2 separate regions of the Sus scrofa genome follow, and region 1 is linked to region 2. A link is a contact called in public Hi-C data. All regions are on one chromosome and are shown on one strand. Each heading gives the region's core, a stretch centred on a gene start, on an enhancer-like site or on the middle of the called end of the contact. The rest is flanking DNA. Distances are from core to core; before and after follow the strand shown. Region 1 has its middle 24 kb from the start of MLPH. Region 2 has its middle 51 kb from the start of COPS8.

Region 1 (3,549 bases), core at 455-2,954, 280 kb after region 2:
CATAAAAATGAATAGTGCTGCAGACTGAATGTTTGCATCCCTTCAGAATTCATATGTTGAGCCCTAAGCCCCACCGGACTGTGTTTAGAGACAGGGCTTATAAGGACGTTATATAAAGTGTTTTTGGTTTTTTTTTTAGGCCCGCACTGGTGGCATATGGAGGTTCCCAGGCTAGGGGTCTAATCACAGCTACAGCCACCAGCCTACACCACAGCCGCAGTAACATGGGATCGAGGCATGTCTGCGACCTACACCACAGCTCACCGCAACGCCAGATCCTTAACCCACTGAGCAAGGCCAGGGATGGAACCCGCATCTTCATGGATATTAGATGGGTTCATTAACCACTGAGCCACAAGAGAAACTCTGACGTATATACAGTTTAATGAAGGCATTCCCATTGTGGCTCAGGGGTAACAAATCCAACTAGGGTCCATAAGAAAGAGGTTCGATTCCTGGCCTTGCTCCGTAAGTTAAGGATCCGGCGTTGCCATGAGCTGGGTGTAGGTCACAGACACAGCTCAGATCCCATGTTGCCGTGGCCATGGTGTAGACCAGCAGCGGCAGCTCTGATTGGCCCCCTGGCCTGGGAACTTCCATATGCCGTGGGTGCAGCCCTAAAAATGCCAAAGCAAAATAAATAGACAAGCTTAATGAAGTCATCAGAGTAGGATCCTGATCTGGTGGGATTGGTGTCCTCGTAAGAAGAGATTCTCCACACAAACATACAGAGCAAAGGCCACGCCAGGACACAGCCGAGCGGGAAGGTGGCCGCCTACAAGCCAGGACGTTCTCCCAGAAACCAAATTGGTGGGAACTTGATCCTGGACTTCTAACCTCCAGAACTGTGAGAAAATCCACTTCCACTGTTGGGCGCCTCAGCCCGTGGCGCTTAGTTATGGCAGCCCAAGCGGGTTGATACAGGCAGAAAACGGAAGGGAAGGCAGGCAGCTGGCTTTGTTCATATTAGTGAGAAATGTCTTTAACTCAGCGCAACTGAGACAGGATCTTGGAAAGGGAGTCGTTAGCTTTCACCCCCACCCCCCACAGGACCGAAGGAAAGAACTGGAAGACGAGGCATAAGCAAGCTTCTGCTCAGCTCCCACCAGTGGGAGAGGGTGGGGTGCGTCCTGCGCCCTCGGGGACCCGGGGGCGCGGGACCAGCTCTAAACGCATCGCTGCGGGGGGACACGAGGCCTGGGGAGCTCCCCGCGGGAGCACTTCCCCGCCGGCAGACATCCGCTCCGGGTTTTACACGGGGGACGTTTTGGCAGAACCACTGCTGACGTCACCACCCAGACGTCTGAAGTCATCTGCCTGCAAAATCAAGCATAGGCGGTATATGAGAGTCCACAGCCCATCCAGCTGAAACCAGACACCTGAAGACGGGGCAGGCCATTCACCAGGAGAATATAAACAGCCGAGCACTAACGCAGCCGCTGCATCCGCTCGGGAGAAATCTGGAGTCATCAGGGCCGCAACACTAACCGAGATGAGGCCACAACCACTCCTCGCAGTGGGGGCGGGGAGGCCGCGTGGGCTCGCCTCGCCATGGGCTTCAGGTCAGGGTAGATGGACAGGCTAAGGGACAGAGGTCTGCGGCGGGTTTGGAATTAAAGCCTCCGGATCCTGGGTCCCCGGGCAGGCAGGGCTGGCTGTAGTAACCCGTGCCGGCCAGTAGAGGGAAGCAGAGGGCGGCGGGAACCAGCCCTGGACCAGGGAGTCCCCTCCCAGCTGGCCTGAACCTTCCTTTGGCTCCAGAATGAGCTCCCAGATGGCACAGACCTCCTGGTCAGACCTGGGGCTGCTGCCCTCGGTTCTGAGCTCATGGAGTGCCATCAGTCTATTACACTCCAAGGTCAAGGGAGCCCCAGGAGAGATACCAGGGGACACCTTGCAGGTGGTGAGGAGGAGGTAGTGGTGAGCAGTGAACTGGGCTCAGCTCCTGGAGCCCTGGGGTGCCAGGTGGTGGAGCTGGGGACAGAGGGCCCAAGGGTTCCTCAGAAGCCAAGGGGGGAGGGGGAGGGTATGCAGGCTAAAAGCCCCCACCCAAGGGCCTGGCCAAGTCACCAGACTGGGGGTCGGTGGAGTTTGGCCTCAGCTGTCAGGTTCCCGGGGACCATTGCAGGGGCGCCCATAGCCCAGCCAGCCTTCCTGGAAACCTCATGGCAGAGAGCCACCAACCTGAGAGGGAGCCCCGTCTCCATCCTCAGCATCCAGCACCCAGAGAAAGGGCTCGGCGTCTGGGACCACTCTTAGCATCATGTGGGGTTGCTTGATGTGCAGCAGGAGCAGGTGACTATCAGCTGGCCCCCCCGCCCCAGATGGACAGCCTGAGCTTCACCCAAGGGCCAGGGCAACACCACACTCGCAGAGCCCTGGGGACCCCCTTGGGACTGCCCCCCGACCTCCAGGGAGCCCCAGATTGCCCCCTCTACTCCTGAAGACTCGGCCTCGCTTTTAGAATGAGGAACCGGGGGTCAGGACCCACTTATTCACTCGCTCCACGGACATTGGCTGAGCACCAGCTCTCTGCAGATGCCATTCTGGGCACCCAGCCTAGAGCTGGGAAGGAAACTGGGCTGGGGTGCGAGAGGCAGGGGTCCGGGAAGGTGTTGTCCTCCCCAGAAGCTCTTCCCACACCACCCCCCGGGGCTCCTGGGACCAGGGTGGCCCAGGGGCCTGGAAGGGGTCAGCCACTTCTCACCCCACCAGCTGCTGCTTCCTAGGAACCCCAGGGACCCCAGGGACCCTGGGGGAGAAGGGACTGCTGGGAACTGGGAAGCCTGGGGACACATGGGGCCATCCGATGCGGGGCCTCTGTTTGCCCCTCGGGAGCCCCTCCTACACCCCCGCCCGGCTCTGGGTCCTAGACACTGACCTCTGTGTCCTGCATCAACTGCACTCCTGCCTGCGGGCTCAGCCAATGAGCAGAGCCAGCCTGGCGTGGAGAGCAGGGGGACGGCCACCGTCTCTGCCCCTCCCTGCCTGCAGTGGCCCTGGCTATCCATCCCCACAGCACTGGTGGCACAGCCGCCTACAACTCCATGCTCCACGTTCCAAAAACCACTCCCTCATCTGTCCCTCAAGGCCTGCGGTGGCAACGGCCTCCTCTGTGGCCAGCTCTATGGCCAAGTCCATGTCCTTTGCTGGTTCCCCTACCTCTGCCCGCGCCTCTGCCAGGGTCCCAGGCAGCGACTCTTTGGCTTTTTCCTGCTCAGACCCTGGCTGGCAGGGAGACACCTGTGGGGTGCACGGCCTGGAGCCCCCATAGACCAGGACAGAAGAGTGGGTCCGACGGACCAGTTGGAGCTGAACAGGGGGTTGGGGGGAGAGGTCAGGGGCAGAGGTCCAGAGCTGCCAGGCCTCTGAGCATGGTGGATAATTACACGGAGTGACAACCACGGAGGACACACGGCCCCTGGGGAAGCCCCCCGAGGTGGCGGGGGCTGGGTGTGGATAATGAAAAGAACACGTCTCCAAGGAGCCTAAGTCAACCCCCTGGAACCCAGGACACCCGTTCCCACAGCCATAGCGACGGCCCCGCGC
Region 2 (3,360 bases), core at 492-2,991:
GAGGCTGCCTGCCCGCTTGTTTCTGGTGCCTCCCTCCACCTTGGACAACGTCTGTTCTTTGCCACATCTCCTCTGACTCCAGCCCTCCCGCCTGCCTCTTCTAAGGGCACTTTTGATTATTTGGGGCTCACGGGTAAATCCAGGATAATCTCCCCCTTTCAGAATTCTTAATTTAATCACTTCTGCAAACTCCCTTTCACCATAGGAGGTAAGACTCATAGGCTCTAGAGATTAGGTTATGGACATTTGCGTGGGGTTTTTTGGGGGAGCCATTATTCAGACTTTCAGCCTGTGGGTCTCAACCACTCATGAGTCATGGGACCAACACAATGGATCACAAGGAGCATTCTTAAAAATACAGTAGAGGGAGTTTCCGCTGTGGTGCAGTGGGTTAAGAATCCAACTGCAGTGGCTCGGGTGGCTGCCAAGGCGCAGGTTCGTTCCCCAGCCCAGCACAGTGGGTTAAAGGGTCTGGTGTTGCTGCATCTGTGATGTAGGTCACAGTTATGGCTCAGACTAAACCTCTGGCCTGGAACCTTCCATATGCTATGGTTGCAGCCATAAAAAACAAACAAAAAGCCAACAGAAAAGAATAATTAAACCCACTACAAGATATAAAGTAGATAAACAACAGAGATAGATTGTCTAGCATCGGGAACTATATTCAATATCTCATAATAAATAACCTAGAAGGGGAAAGAATCTGAAAAGTAATAGATTTATGTACGCATAACTGAATTGCTTTGCCATACACCTGAAACTAACACAACATTGTCAATCAACTTTACTACAGTTTTTAAAAAAAATTCCAGAAAAGGAAAGACCCTTCAGAGGCACCACACGTGGCACAGGTAAGCACCGCAGCGTGAAATCCACCTCCGTGATGTTCATGCAAACGCCGGCACACGCAGCACAAGCTTAAATACCGGGCAGCAGTTGGAAAGCCATGGGCGTGGAACATCTGCTGATGGACACGGCAGGAGAGCCAGGTGCTGGGAGAGGAGGACTCGGAGGGAGGCGGTTTGGCTGTGCCTTTGGCTGTGTGACCTTCTGTAAGTCCATGAACCTCTCTGAGTTAGTTTGGGATAACCATATTGCTCCCCAGGGTTTTGTCACTATGAAATGAAGAAGGTGTGGGAGTCCTTTGGAGACTCCAGAATTGTAAGGTCCTGGAGTTAGTGCTGGAGGGTTACCGCATTGCCTGGGATGCAAAGGTCTTGTGAGGGGTGTTGTGTTGCTGTTACCTCGTCCTTCCACAAGATGGCACCCTCGACACGCCGGGAGGTGTCTTGGGGGGCGGCTGGTTTCAGGGACCCTGACTTCAAAGAGCGGGGTTTCCTTGGGAGGGCGATCTTCCAGAAACACCGGGTTATTCTGACTTTCTCTTCCTACCAGAGGCAACCCCTCCTGAACGGGGAAGCACGTTCCTGTCCTCAGAGAAGGAACAATCCCTAAATGAGGGATCTGCTGAATCAAGGAATCCGCTTCCCACCCCTGTGACACAGCCTTGTTGGGCTTCCCTGCATCACCCCTGGGAGGGGGCAGCAGGGATGTGGGAATCTGTGTCCTGTGCCTCACAGAGCAGGTGTCAGGGAGGGAAGAGGGAGCAGAGGGCTGGGCAGGAAGCGTGAGGACAGGCCCTTCTCACAGAAGAGAAAGTGATGGGGCTGGAAGGCAGGTCTGAGGGACGCCCCCAGGAGGGTCAGCTCCCTGGACCAGTCAGCCCCTTCTCACCTGGCTGTTCACACCAGTCCACGGGCTGGTCTCCCGTCAGCAAGGACAGTCCAGCAGCAAACGCTGGTCCCTGCACAGCGGGACTTCCGTTTCCTCCTTCGCCAACTTTCTAGAAAAGAATCTTTCCTTCACCTCAATGCCCACAGCTGCACAGGCTGCGGCTCCTCCCCTCTGACCGCCTGAGGCAAAGCCCGCATCTTTGTTCTGCTTTCCGGCTGTGACTTCCCTGCCAGGGACAGTGTCCCCCACTCCCCCCTTGGCTTCCCCCCTGGGCACAGCCCGCCCAAGCATCTGCACCCTGGGTCCTTCAGAGCTGCCTACGGGGGCGGGGGAAGGGGACCCGAGGACCCTCCTCTCCGCTCCCTGTTGCCGAATCTCGGCCGCCTCTGTACACGGGTGCCAAATAGAGACGCAGAGGCAGAGTTGGAGGAAGCGAAAAAACAGCTTTAATTGCCAGGCGAGGAGGGACACAGCAGGCTAGGGCCTCAAGGACTTGCCGCCCCTTGGAGGGGGTCGGGAGCCGTCTTCCGGTGCTGGAGGGGCAGGGCGTGACCCGCCCCCGGACACTTTCCTGATTGGTGGGTGGGGAGGTCCTTGAGAGTCAGCAGCCTCAACCTTCCTGTTCCAACCGGTCTGGGGTCTCCGTGCTCTCGGGTCAGCAGGGCGGGAACCAGGCCCCCAGAGCAGCGTGCAGATGCGGTCTTCTTCCGCCTGCTGGGGGCTCCAGCGCCTGCAGCGCAGCTCCAAGGGCAGGGCTCAGAGTATCGTCCACAGTCTTTGAAGAGCTAATGGTCCTTGACATGGTTGAGTGGCTGAATTACTGGCACTACTTTCTTTTGTCTGTATTTTTTTCACTTCTTGATGAAATTGGTGCTTTGGCTAGAGTTTTTCTATGGATAAAAAGGCGCAGGTGGAGGACATGCGTGGGGCGGGGTGGGGGGCTTCCCAGAGTGGTCCTGCCCTTTGAGAGGATCACAGTATTGTCGTGTACCCGGGCCTGGGGCTTTAGCCATAGGGACTTCTGCTCAAGATCGGGACAAGGTGGCAAAAGCCAGAGAGGCAGAGACTTCCCAGAAGTGAGTCTGACTAGAGGTAATGGAGGAGGTGGGAGGAACCCTTTCCTTGGGGCCAAACAGGGATCCAGAAGCAGAGGAGAGAGTCTGGGTGGTGCTGCTGAGGCAGGATGAACAATGGGAGATTCCTGAAAACTTGAGCTTCCCAAGTTTAACATTTAAATATAGAACTCCCCGTGCCATTGTTGGAAGGGGGATGGGAGCCAGCAAGCTCCATGGGTGGGAGAGGAGCCCTGGACTCTGCAGGGTTTGCAACCCGTTTCCTTGGCACCTACTTGGGCGGGCTCTGGGCTAAGGGCTTTCCGAGGACACCCCACGAGGTCATCACAGCAACTTCAAGAGGAATCATTATTGTGCCCTTTTTACAGCGAAGGAAACTGAGGCTCAGAGGCGTGAGTGCCCCCAGGGCCCACAGCCAGCCTGGGCGCCAGAACCTTGCCTCCTCCCTCTGCGCAGGGCTGGGCAGGCTGATGGCCAGAGCACCCAGGAAAGCACCTTTGCCCTGACGTCAGGTGACCTTGATGAGCTGATGTCAGGCTGTGCTGTCACCTCC

The links. Hi-C and Micro-C count contacts between places; a contact is called where the count stands out from the background.
Region 1: a Hi-C map of mesenteric adipose tissue shows a contact between it and region 2, with 1.9 times the contacts expected there. The contact joins two enhancer-like sites. A contact is called at or near these places in 12 of 47 Hi-C or Micro-C datasets (alveolar macrophages, embryonic fibroblasts, epiblast stem cells and 8 more) and 1 of 2 datasets of contacts at active chromatin or transcription factors (skeletal muscle).

What each region holds. Positions count from the first base shown.
Region 1 is chr15:137,155,042-137,158,590 of Sscrofa11.1, forward strand. No RefSeq gene overlaps it. Among named protein-coding and RNA genes, the nearest start is that of MLPH, 24 kb to the right of the region's middle. Within about 2 kb of position 1,705, at least 29 of the 83 cell types and tissues checked have an H3K27ac peak or open chromatin away from gene starts, as enhancers often do. A contact at or near this core is called in mesenteric adipose tissue, omental adipose tissue, retroperitoneal adipose tissue and 1 more, where this site is marked.
Region 2 is chr15:136,877,405-136,880,764 of Sscrofa11.1, forward strand. No RefSeq gene overlaps it. Among named protein-coding and RNA genes, the nearest start is that of COPS8, 51 kb to the left of the region's middle. Within about 2 kb of position 1,742, at least 24 of the 83 cell types and tissues checked have an H3K27ac peak or open chromatin away from gene starts, as enhancers often do. A contact at or near this core is called in mesenteric adipose tissue, omental adipose tissue, retroperitoneal adipose tissue and 1 more, where this site is marked.